3 separate regions of the Hordeum vulgare genome follow, and regions 1 and 3 are each linked to region 2. Evidence: chromatin contacts called from public Hi-C data. All regions are on one chromosome and are shown on one strand. Each heading gives the region's core, a stretch centred on a gene start, on an enhancer-like site or on the middle of the called end of the contact. The rest is flanking DNA. Distances are from core to core; before and after follow the strand shown.

The links. A called contact is a pair of places that touch in the nucleus more often than the background predicts.
Region 1: a Hi-C map of leaf shows a contact between it and region 2, with 1.7 times the contacts expected there. The contact joins the promoter of LOC123443094 here to the promoter of LOC123443096 in region 2. A contact is called at or near these places in 2 of 6 Hi-C or Micro-C datasets (leaf and seedling).
Region 3: a Hi-C map of seedling shows a contact between it and region 2, with 2.7 times the contacts expected there. The contact joins the promoter of LOC123443095 here to the promoter of LOC123443096 in region 2. A contact is called at or near these places in 2 of 6 Hi-C or Micro-C datasets (leaf and seedling).

The regions. Positions count from the first base shown.
Region 1 is chr3H:89,095,212-89,099,190 of MorexV3_pseudomolecules_assembly, reverse strand. LOC123443094 reads left to right here and starts at 1,555. Exons shown (of 2, transcript XM_045119345.1): 1 at 1,555-1,900.
Region 2 is chr3H:89,756,021-89,760,120 of MorexV3_pseudomolecules_assembly, reverse strand. LOC123443096 (subtilisin-like protease SBT3.9) reads left to right here and starts at 2,801. Exons shown (of 12, transcript XM_045119351.1): 1 at 2,801-2,896; 2 at 2,987-4,100. It overlaps LOC123439595, which reads left to right and starts at 956. Exons shown (of 2, transcript XM_045116288.1): 1 at 956-1,045; 2 at 1,153-1,362. The coding sequence starts at 956. The coding sequence ends at 1,362.
Region 3 is chr3H:89,229,417-89,233,548 of MorexV3_pseudomolecules_assembly, reverse strand. LOC123443095 (nucleolar protein dao-5) reads left to right here and starts at 2,081. Exons shown (of 8, transcript XM_045119349.1): 1 at 2,081-2,340; 2 at 3,320-3,375; 3 at 3,453-3,577; 4 at 3,772-3,931. The coding sequence starts at 2,272.

The DNA.
Region 1 (3,979 bases), core at 306-2,805, 660 kb after region 2:
AAAAAGAAAAGTTCAAAGCCCACAATCTAACACAATAGAGCCAGTAATCTGGTCGAGTTGCAGAAAAAACTCAAAACGGGCCGCACTGATAAATCGCTACACATGTTGTCGATAGCTACACGAATCACATCTCATACTTAATGGTAAGTAGAGTGAATTAGGCTGGCCATAGTGGGAGTATCATATAGTAGTATCATGCATATGATATTATTGTATGATACTACCTTCATAGTGCATAGTATGATAAACTTGTACTCCCTCCATCACGGTTTAGAAGGCAGGCTTGAAAATCTCTGGGACCAAGGTAGTCATCGATTGGTTGTGAGATGTAGCAGGTGTAAATGCTAATGCGCCTAATCAACTCAGAAAATACTAGTACTAATGTCTCAACAACAAATTGGAAGGGCGCATGCATGACTAGTACTAGTACTAATTAATAAGAGTAATTGCTTTCGCGCCTTAAACCTTGTCTATTTTGAAACGCACGCAAGTTTAACTGTGCCTTCTAAACCGTGACGGAGGAAGTATCATAGATGGCCTCATTTATTGACATGCATGACACATAGTAGTATAACATTTAACATGTTACGGTATCTACCTATGTTACTCTAACCCCTCTCTCTTCTTTAATTGTGTGCCACGTCATCATGTTTGCTAGTCCCAAGTGTATGATACTACTACTCCGTCCAAGTGTATAGGGCATACGCCTAGTTTTAGGTTGTCAATTTAACTAGCTAAATATATATTATATGCGATAAAAATTACATATTAAAAAAATACAAACCCGACATGAATCAAATAATATATTATTTATTATATATATACATATTTAAGTAGTTAAATTAACGACATAGAACTACGACGCATGCCCTATGCACCTGAACGGAGGGTCTAAGTTACTCCCACTATGGAGAGCCTTAGACATAGTGAGCTTTAGCAAATCCGAGGGAGAGGCACTCATGCACCAATTGGAGGGCTCAACAACCACGGTCCAAACTGTCCCGTTTGGTCCAGTACTACTCTACATGCAAGCTCGTTTGATTCGATTTGTCGATGCTTGTATCGGAAGCAAATATGCTTGTACAGAACCTTTCTCTTCATTTGAATAGACACCGTGCGTTGAAGCAGCAGACCAGACAGACACACAGGCAGGGAACAGCACCGCACCGCACCACACCACACCAGTCACCAGACGACGCCTACATCTCATCGTCTCCCAAGCGACCGATCATACAAGTTGTTCCGCAGTTCATGCAATCAGTGACCAACCAAACGTAGTTCCATCATAAACTATAGTAATCCGAATCATCCCCGATCCGGTGGCGAATCACGCCCGGCAGCGAAAGGGACCAACAAAGCCGTGCAGAACGAAAACATGCTCTCTCTCTCTCTCTCTATCTGAAAAAAAACACAGATTTTGACCGGACCTTCCAATCCTACCTCGCCGCCGACCTCCGCCACGTGTCGTGCGCGGCGGGAGGGGCATTTACGGGCAGAGCACCCGCGCGCATTGAATCCGAATAAATACGCCCCGGGGGATCAGTGCCGGGGTTTGGAAGGAGATACGGACTAGTAGTAATCCAGTTTTTCCTCTCCCAATCCCAACACGATAGCGCGTCTTCGTCTCCCAGCCGGTGCCGCCCGTGCCTCCCTGCCATCGCGTGTCCTCTGCCCCGGACGAGACGGCGACAGGTCGGTGTCGCGGGGGACGAGCTAGCCTGCGCCGACCACGGGTCTCCCGCCCGCCGCTCGTTTGATTCCGAGACAGCGGGCCGAGGGAACCGGGGAGGAAGAAGCGAGGCGGCGTGCGGGGAGGGGGCGGAGCGGTTCCCAAGATTGGTTCCTCTTTCCTCACCGACGAGAGATAGATAATCTGCGCCTCCTTCGTCGTCCTCCTACGGTGAGTTCCCTTCCCTTCGTGTATGATTCAATCAGTCGCGTGGTTCCTCCGCCGCCGTTTCTTCTTTCTACTCCGTTCTTCGTAGCACTTCAACCACGGTCCACGCTGCCGTTTCTTCTGATAGCGGGTCATGGCTAGTTCGTCCCTCCTTGTTCAGTTTCCTCGGCTGATTCTTGGTGGCAGCAAAGATCGTCTTGGTCTACGAAAACATAGCATAGGTTTCTCAGTCTCGAATTCGTCTTTTTTTTTATTTGTCCTGGCGTGGTATGTGAGGTCATCTCCTTAGTTTGAAAATTTCGCGCACACGAGGGAAGAGGGGGGAAATATTTGGCCTTTGGGCTTAAGGAAAAACCAAAAACAGCACAGCGCTCCTTGTACTTTTGCTATACTACGAGTACTAGTTTACTACCACCACAACTTTGTTTTGTTTACGCGCCCCATGTCATTTCTTTTCCTGCTAATACACGTGGTTTAATTTTGGAGTATGTAGATGATTGCGACGTTCCTGAATAAACTTGTTGTACCGCAAAAGCCCTCCACGATAAATAAATCAGTCAATCAAACCACGCCGCCATTGCCTACCCGAACAAAACTCTCAGACTGGTTGTAGTGGTATTGTAATAGTACAGTATCGCATATTCATTATCAAGCATTTGATACTACTCCCTCCGTTTCTAAATATAAATTTTTGAAGAGGTTTTTATTAAAACACTACATACGAATATATATGCACATATACTTTAAAATATACATTCATTTATTTTACTCCGTATGTTGTCATTTAATGAAATCTTTAAAAAGACTTATATTTAGAAACATAAGGAGTAGTATATGATACCACATCCGTAATGCATAATATTATATGTTGACATTATAAGATAGTTTATTTATTATCATACAAGATACATAATAACACATTATTTATTATAATACTGTATGTATTATGATACCTAATCTTTTTTCTTAATTTAGTACTATACCGATTTATCAAAAATGACGGAATAATTGTCGTACATGAAATTACCTGTAATACTTCCATTACAAACAGGCTCAGGCAGAAGAGGCAGACCGCGCCAAAATCACCAGCCGTAAGGACCAGCCGAGCATCACAAACGCGGCAGCGTCGTAATTTATCGCCAGCTTTGAATGCGCTCGTTAATGGCTGCTACCAGGGCGTGAGATCGACCTTTTCTTTTTCTTTTGCGAGTGCACGATTGGTCCTCGCATTTTGTCCACCACGTCTACTACTACGTACTACTGGCCACGCACCGCCGGGCCGGTGGACCACGGTGCACACCGACCTTTGTCTCCTGCCGTAGAGCGTGAGCCAAGTACGAGTCGTATTAGCTACGCTGCTGTTGACCTCACCGGCTGCACAGTGCCGCTGCCGTTGGCGCGTGCCCCACATGCCAGCCACCGGCCACAGGGCCCACCTGCCAGGCGATGTGACGCTACCACTCACTTACCATCATGAGAGATTAACCTCAGGGACCCGTGAACTGTACTGTCGGTAGAGTTACTGTACACGAACTAGTAGCACGCAGGAGTGCTACTATACGTATAGGGCTGTGGTGTACAAAAGTACTTTTCTCTTGTCGAGACCGGTGTAGGAGCACTCGAACAGTGAAACTGTGATGAAACCATATAGTTGAAGCTAACGGGCGGCAGTGGTGTACTTACGTGTGACTATTTCCAAGCCAAAGCCGTTGCAGCCTTGCTTGCAGGGTGCAGCAGTTCACTGGCACCACTGCACAGTAAATTTCTGCCAGCGCTGCTAGAGGTACTACCAAATACTTCGCACGTTGTTTTCTGAAAGGCTTGGCACTTGGTTCTCGCAATCCCAGTCTTGTGTGTCTTCTCCGTCGTTGCCATAGGTATCGCACTAACACAACCATAACTAGTCCCTGTTTGACTAATCAAAGCCAATGGCGATAGGTAATTTCCCTCATTAGTCGCATTAGGCGTGTGTGTAGGGCACCGACGCACTCACCTTCAACTATACGTCGATCACAAGTGGAAAATTGTAGCAGTACTAATTCCTCCGTTTTCGAATATAAGTTTTTCTACAGACAACATACA
Region 2 (4,100 bases), core at 1,552-4,051:
TTTATCCATACTCCCGAACCGTCAGTATTTCTCAGTTTTTTATCCATACTCCCGAACCGTCAATAATTCTCAGTCCTGTACGCATATGCATGACCATAAACCAAACGAAGGAAAATAACTTATAGAATTCCCACGGCTAATTACTACCACACACTAAACATGGGATTGGAACTAATAATCTATTTCTCAAGTCTAATTTCTTCACAAACTTCCCCTCGTAACTCCCATGCCCAATCCCTCAAGCTGCCAAACACGCTGTTAGGGCAGCTACTCCGGTCATACCTGGCCAAACGGGACGGCACGACACGGCTCGCACCGGCACGTTTACTAATCGAACCATGTCATGCCAGTCCGTGGATTGCGCCTTCAGGCCCAAGCACGACCTGTTTATTAAATGGTCCGGCATGTTGGTTCGATTAGCATGCTGGGCCCCATATTTTAAGCTTTATGGACATATTCCGTCGCTGGCGTTTTTGCAAAACAACCCCTCTATTTCTTCGAAATCAACCCGCAGTCCTATAATAAGTGGAGAAAACGTTTCATCGTCTGGGTCGTGGCGTCCTTCCTCGCTCCTCCACCTCCCCCGCCAGCCGGAGCCCCACCGTCAGGAGTCGCCGGATCCCGCGCCTCTCGCGCCCAGCCGAGCTTCCGAGCTCGCCGTCCTGCCGTGCCGCCATCGGTCGGATTCCTTCGGCAGATCGACCGCCCCGAGCTCGCCTCCCGTGGAGCCCCGTCGGCCCCATCGCGAGCTGGATCTCGCCGGGTCTGGGTCGAAGGACCCCATCCGCGCCTCCTCAGCCGGTCCTGCCCGCCTCGTTGTCGGCCACCGGAGCCGCGTCGGACGCCGACGCTTCTCCGCTCGTCGCGCATCGCCGTGGCTCCCGTCGTCCTCCACACCTCACTTTCCTCAGCAGAGCAAGCAACCAAGGAAACAAAGAGACAGAGAGAGGGAGCAATGGCGTCCATCATCGTGCAGGTGTCCGCCCTGCTCCTCAACCTCATCGCCTTCGGCCTCGCTGTCGCCGCCGAGCAGCGCCGCAGCAAGGTAAGCCCTGCACCTACACCTGCACGCCCCAGAAGCTCACTCGCTCGCCTGATCTCTCGACCGCCCTGGCCCCGCTGATTAATCAGTTGACGCAAAATGGTGCGCAGGCCACGGTGACGCCGGATCTGGCCAAGGAGTACGACTATTGCGTCTACAACTCCGACGTCGCCACCGGCTACGGCATCGGCGCGCTCCTCCTGCTCACCGCCGCGCAGGTCGTCGTCATGCTCGCCAGCCGGTGCTTCTGCTGCGGACGCGGGCTCAAGCCCGGGGGCTCCCGCGCCTGCGCCCTCATGCTCTTCCTCTTCTCATGGTAAACTATTTGCTATGCTTACGTTATGTGCCTTGTTACCATGAAGCATCATTTCCTCTTCTCTGCTCCTCGGGCCAGGTTGCTTCTCCACTTCTGACATTGTCGTGGCCATTAGTTCAGTTTTTTGCTTTTACAGAACGTTTGAAATTGATTAGATCTAAGAACCCTGTGGTCTGAATTTACCCGTGGCGCTCAACCCTTACTTTAGACCTCACTCACTCACTTCAGATCTGAAGTGAGGTCGAGGTTCGGGTTCAGATTTCTCTATGTGTGTGTGTGATTCTGCTGCTGGTTCGTTTAATGTTGGGTTGCCTATCAATTTCAAGCTAAGAAATATGTGGCGTGGTGTCTTCTGAACTAGGTGCCCGCTGCGGCCTAATTTGGTTAGCCTGGAAGGATGACAAGATCAAAATTTACCTTGCTCGGTAGTACTGTATTTGCCAAAACATTATTACCACTCAATAAAATTGATAATTATTACTAAAAAAGTAATCCAGTTTTTATGTAAGCATTACATTATATTTTAAAACTTTAAAAGAAACTCCTTCCGTCCAAAAATAGATGTCTTACATTTAACATTATAATTGATATTTATTAAAATTAATGCCGCATAATGATAAAACAAGTAGGTTTTGCATTTTTTTCTAGCCCGGTGCGACGCACGGGCATTTGAACTAGTATTATGTATATATATAAAAAATCTAAAAAAAATATATATATATAATAAACGGCCCGTGCCGTGCTGACCCGCGTGTCCAGCCTCCAGGCCCAGGCATGGCCCGAGGCGTGCTGCGTGCCTGACATGGGCCCGTTTAAGTCGTGTCATGCCTAGCCCATGACGGGCCGAGCCGGCCGGCTCACGGGCCGGCCTGTTTGGCCAGCCATAACTCCGGTGGCAGATTTAGAGCAATCTTGTTGATTGGGCCAACCAGCCGAATGAAGCCCACTAAGAGAGCGATCGATCGTAGCAATCCGCTCGCAGGACAGTAGGAACAAGCTACGAGAGAGAGGGTACCATGCCACCGCCGCCGCCGCCGGGACCGCATACATCGTTTCCACTCATGCCTAGTCCCCATCCCTCCCGATCCGTCTCCTCCTCCGACCTAGGGTCAATGCTTGTGCCGCTACCTTTGAAGGGGCAGTACTGCACTCGCAACCCCAAGAGAGCCAGCGGCGGCAGACGCCCCTCTGGCAGGCGACGACAACGGCGTGGTGAAGAACTTGGCGGCGGTATAGGCGAGGAGGAGCCGGGAGGAGTGTGGGTGGTGGTCTGACAGGTCGGCGCTACGACTAACAATATTGCCGGCTTGATTTCTGAAGGAATGAAGGTATGCTGACAGATACAGGATAATAGTGCTCTATATTTCTTGGTTTGAAAAGTTGTTAGGAGAATTTTTTGATTTTGAAACCTAAACCCGCACCTCAATATTTTCGAAGAGTAGGTTCTTCTTGTTGGAATGAACCTGGTACAAATTGCGCTTGGCATTGGGAGTACTTCTGATGAGTTGGTTTCTGAACTCAACTTGATGTCACTGGAGGTATGATTTATCAGTTAATCTATGACTATGAATGTTTCTGTATGTTCTTAGCAAAGATATCATAACATTTTGTAAACTACTGCCTTCTAGATGGAAGACCATGAAATAAGCACATGTGGTTGCAGTTAGCGCGGGAAATGATTACGCCGTCGGAAACATAATTTCTGATGCTTCTAAAAAGTAGGCAGGGAAGGCATGGTTAGAATTGAAAAAGGGAGAAGCACGGTAAAAAGATTAGAGGTTGTCGGAAGAATGGAGGTTGTACGTGGTTACCTCTCACCTTTCTTTGTGACTAATCATGCAAATATGTCTGCGGAGTTCACTGACTAACTTATCATGCCAAATATGTTTGTGGAGTTCACTGATTGTAACATAGTGCAGAGATCTCCATCACGTCTCCCTAAGCCACTATATCAGAAGATGCACACACATCACTATGCTGGATAATTTTAAGAGTTTGTCTTTTGTAGATCCTGTTGGTTGACAAGATAATTTCTTATCCAAGGGACCTTTTATGGGCATGTTTTAATGCTGTAAAAGAAGATTTTCCATTTTTATTAATGGCTGATGCTGTCGAAGAAGCTACATTGGCTACTTTGACGAGAAACAAGCTATCTGGGATGATCAAAGTGGCGGCAATTAAGTATCCTTCTTTCTGTGAACGAAACCCCCTATTTGTGGAAGACATTGCAATTATAACAGGAGGTACATAACTGGGTAACGAAATTAACCGATGCAACTCCAGTCATAAACATCTCTTATTGGTTTTCAGGTATAGCGTGCCCTCAGGTTAACCTTACAACAACCTATCTTCCTTACCACATATGCTCTCCAGCCGTTTCCAATTTCAATCTTTCAACCATGGGGAACTGAAATTAGGTACAATCCAATCAAGGCTGCACAGCTTACCCCAATCTGATTTTTTCTCCACAAGCGACGAGTCATGGGAAAATCTAGAATAAAATTTGGTCCCACGTATGAGGAGTACCAATGACAGTTTATTTGTAGCAAATAAGCAGGCCACCTCCACCGGTTCACACTACAGAAAATGTGGTCATCCTCTTCCTCGACACCTACTGTGGACCATCATATCCCAATATCTGTCCTTTGATTCTTTTCTTCATCATTTACATGGGCAGTAACATTCCGATTGTCACTTGAAAAAGAGCAGCACAAGGTTTGATGTGCGTACTTTCATTGCAGG
Region 3 (4,132 bases), core at 832-3,331, 530 kb after region 2:
AAAATAGACGAAAATTGTGTTATTGAAACTAGAGTATGTACGAAACTGCAGTAATTTCTTTGCATAATAAAAAGAACCTTGAACCTTTTATTTAAAATAGAGCAAGCAGGAGAAACGAGTGTGTCGCTAAATATTCTTAACAAACTCATCTCGTGAGATCATAGAAAGGATCAAATGCAATCCATAACTATCCTTTATACTAGGTCAGACAAGGTGAAGGACCTCTCTTAAAGTCTACTCCCTCCGTTACTAAATATAAGATCTTTTAAAAAAATCACTATAAACTATATACAGATGTATGTAGTCATATTTTAGGATATAGATTCATTTATTTTGCTCCGTATATAGTCTATATTTAAATCTCTAAAATGTTTTATATTTAAGAACGGAGGGAGTACTAATCACTAAACACAAAATCCTTTACAGTTTTGTGGAAAAATTAAAGAGACATATTGTGGGTGGCCTTTTTCTTAACATACAAGCTGGAATTGTTCGTGCATGCTGCTGTTCTATGCACGCTGATGGCAAGGACTAGCCAGCTACCTAGCTGGATAAACGCAACAGAAATAGAGTTTGCATCACCAAAAGCAATAGCTAGCTAGCTATGAATGCGGGTACGGCCAACTGCTAGCTAGTAAAATTTACAACATTTTATGGCCTGACCAAACATGTCACAATACTTTAAAAAAGGTTGTCATATTAAAATCATGGTATTTTGTACCTATAAACAAAATCATTGTAGTTTTTGATATTTTGTTTTTTTCTTAGTACTTTGCTATCAAACAGTGCCTTAATGATTTTTTTGTCATTTTTGATGGGAAGATTCAGAGCAACTCTAGCAGATCCCGCAAGACGTCCGACCCGCAAAAATTCCGACGAGTATGCGGGTTTGGGTTGTTTTTCCCGCCAGAGCAGATATTGTAAACGCGGCCCGACCCGTAAAAATTTTGCGGTGGCCCGTAAACGCGAGCGCTCGACCGGTAAACTGCGGGTTCGACCGCTCGATGCGGGTCGAAACCCTATCCCTCCGCCGCCGCGAAAAGTCGCCCCACCTCACCGCCGGCGCCTCCAATCCGCCGCCGCGCGCCTTCATTCCGCCGCATAGCCGCTCATTCCACCGTCTGTGATGGCCAACTCCGGTAGCCGTAGGAACGACGACCCCGAGAGGGCTCGTTGCGTCAGATCCGACGCCGCCCGTAAGCGCGCCGCCCGCCGGTACACGCAGTGGGGCCAGACGCCGCCGCCGTCGCTCCTCCGTTGCGAGATAGAGGAGTACGACCGTGCGCGCGGCTGCCTCTTCTCCGGCAACTCCTTCGAGGCGTCGAGCTCGCGCTCGTGCTCCTTCCTCCCCCCGGTGAAGAGGGAGCTCAAAGAGCTCCCAGCGGTGAAGATGGAGCCGGAGGCCGAGGCGGTGTCGGAGCGACGTGCCGGGGCCGTCGTCGGACCGGAGGATTTCCTCCTCCGGCGGAGGCGGATAGCCTTTTGCGCGTGCTGCTGGCTCGGAGTGCACGAGAGGTGGAAGAGGACCAGCAACGCCGTCGGAGGGAGGAGGAGATCGACACCATGCTCTACGAGCAGGGTGTCGCGTCGGCCCTCGCCTTCGGCCACAAGGAGCACATCTACATCGAGCTCTCCTCCTCCTCCTCCGACAACTGAGCGCACTGCACATGTACTACAACACGAGCTCGACTCCAGTGAGCTCAATTTTGCGTAGTGCGGTAGGATAGCTAGTAGCTGTGGTGAGCTCCGATGAGCTCCAGTAGGTGTGCTCCCCCTCTAGTAAGTGATGCAGGCTGTGAATGTAGTTTGTATGATCATGTTTTATGTAGACCGTGGTTTCAATTTCGCCCGCAAATGTTTTATTTCAAATTGTGCAGTTTGATTATACGGGTTCTGTTCTGCAGAGCAACATTTCGTCCCACAAAACTTCACTTCGTCGAACTGTAAAACGCGTTTGCAAGTCGTAATTATACAGAGACTGCTAGAGTTGCTCTCACTGGTGTGACACAACTAGGCAAAACTGATAAAAGACCAAAGAAAAAAAAAAAATGCTCGAGCGGGCTTTCTTTCGGCAAATGAACTGCGCGCCGTAGGACCCTCTACCCGGACACGGACCGCGCCAACAAAACAGGGGAGGCGGGAAAACCGCCCCCCAGCCCCAATCCAATCCCGCGCCACACTCCTCCCTTCGTCTTCCCCCGCCGCTCCCCGATTCGAAACCCTAGCAAGGGTTCTACAACCTTCCGGATCGGGAGCGGAGGCCACCGGACGATGGCCGACGGCGCGCTGCTCGACCTGCTGCCCCAGATCCACGCCCTCTTCTCCGACCAGCTCCGCGTGGTAACCATCGGAAATTACCCCCCCCCCCCCCCTCCCCCTCCCCTCGCCCCGTCTGATGGCTCAATCGCCCTCCGACGGTTCGCCCGTTCGATTCTGCGTGCGCGGGGTTTCTCCGCGTGGAGGAGCAGGGGAGACGCGATTTCTTGGATTCCGCTGGTTGTATTGTTCTTGCTGTCCCCTTCTGGTGCGAATGATTTGAGTTAGGGTTGAGATTCGTGTGAGGTGTACCTTCTGGTGATTTTGGTGCCGTTAAAATGGTCTAGTGCCTCCTTTTGGGTCAACGTATGATTGTGTGTGTGTGTGTGGGGTGGGATGGGGGGTCGAAAGAAAGGGAAACAGACACATATCATTTGTGTGATTAGCCGTGCATTTGTACTAGTTAGATCCATTCTTTTTTTTATGACGAAAATGTGCCCTTCTCCATTCGTGCACAATTTCTGCATGGATTGCAGAAATAAGTCTGGATTCCTTCTTCGACTGGTTTAGTGTCTCATTCTGCGTCAACGTTTGTACATGTGGGAAGTTTTCATTGGAAAGGAAGCGAAAATATTATATCGTGGTGATTTGTTGTGTGTTTGTGCTAGTTAAGTTCATTTTTCCTTCCAATGGATGCGCAATTTCTGTATTGATTGTAGAAACTAGGCTAGATACCTTTCTCAAGATGACTAGCTAAAATTACTATAGTCCTCTCTCGGGGTAGGGAGGATTAAGCTCGTGATGCTCAGTTTACAACTGGCAAAATTATTTCAGCATGAAAATCTCATCAGAGACGGGCATCAGATAACATCCAATGTGATTGCACTATGAGTTCGTTCAGATTTCAGGGTGATTCTCCAGATAGTGAATCATTGTTTTGTTCATCACTTACGATTTTTTCTGTACATGTTTAGTGCTTGCTGCTTGGCCATTGTTTTCAGTCCGTCCTGATTGTTTACAACATGTCTAACGTTTGCAAACTCTATATGTGTTCTTCAAACAGATTTCGTACAAATGGCTAAGCCGGAATTTTTCTGTGTCATCAAATGATGCCAAGAGGTGATAATTCACTTTCTCTTATCATTTCCATTGCATAACATAGCATCATCACCTGACTAGTCTCTACTGCTATCCAGGTTGCTTCAGGAGTTTGTCAACAAACATGGAACTGATCACGAAGTTATTTACAGTGTGTCTGGGTGGTTAAAGAACAATCCCGAGAACTATTGTGTAAAACTCACTTCAGGCCCTAACCTTGAAGGTAATGCGGGGAATCAGATTTATTTTTTGGGTGTACAGTTCCTCAAGTTATAGCATTCTTTTTATGATTAACATGATCATGTTTGTTGGAGTTCAGCATAAAAATATAGTGTACTTACCTTCCCGTGCTCTCTAGTAATATGTTGATTTTAAGAGTCATCCTTCCTTCTAAACATTTTTCTTTGCACGATGCAGAAGCAAGGCGGACATTTAAAGGTTCTTGTTCAGTTCAGGTTTACAGTATCCAGGCTTGTATTCCAAAAGATACTGCTGTACTTTGGAATCCTGAATTTGTGCAGGCAGAGGAGCTTTTCAACCAGCCATTTGATGAAGAAAATTGTTTGAGAGATAATAGGTATTGCTGATTTTACCCCCTTGCTTTGCCCCCCAAACCATGTGCAGACATACTTACAAAGGATTTGTAAGAGAAGACTTGGTCTCTGATTATTATGGAATGTGTGAGAGAGACAGGTGCAATATGTTATAAAAGAGAATATATACTCCCTCCGTTCCTAAATATAAGTCTTTTTAGAGATTCTACTATGGATTGCATGCA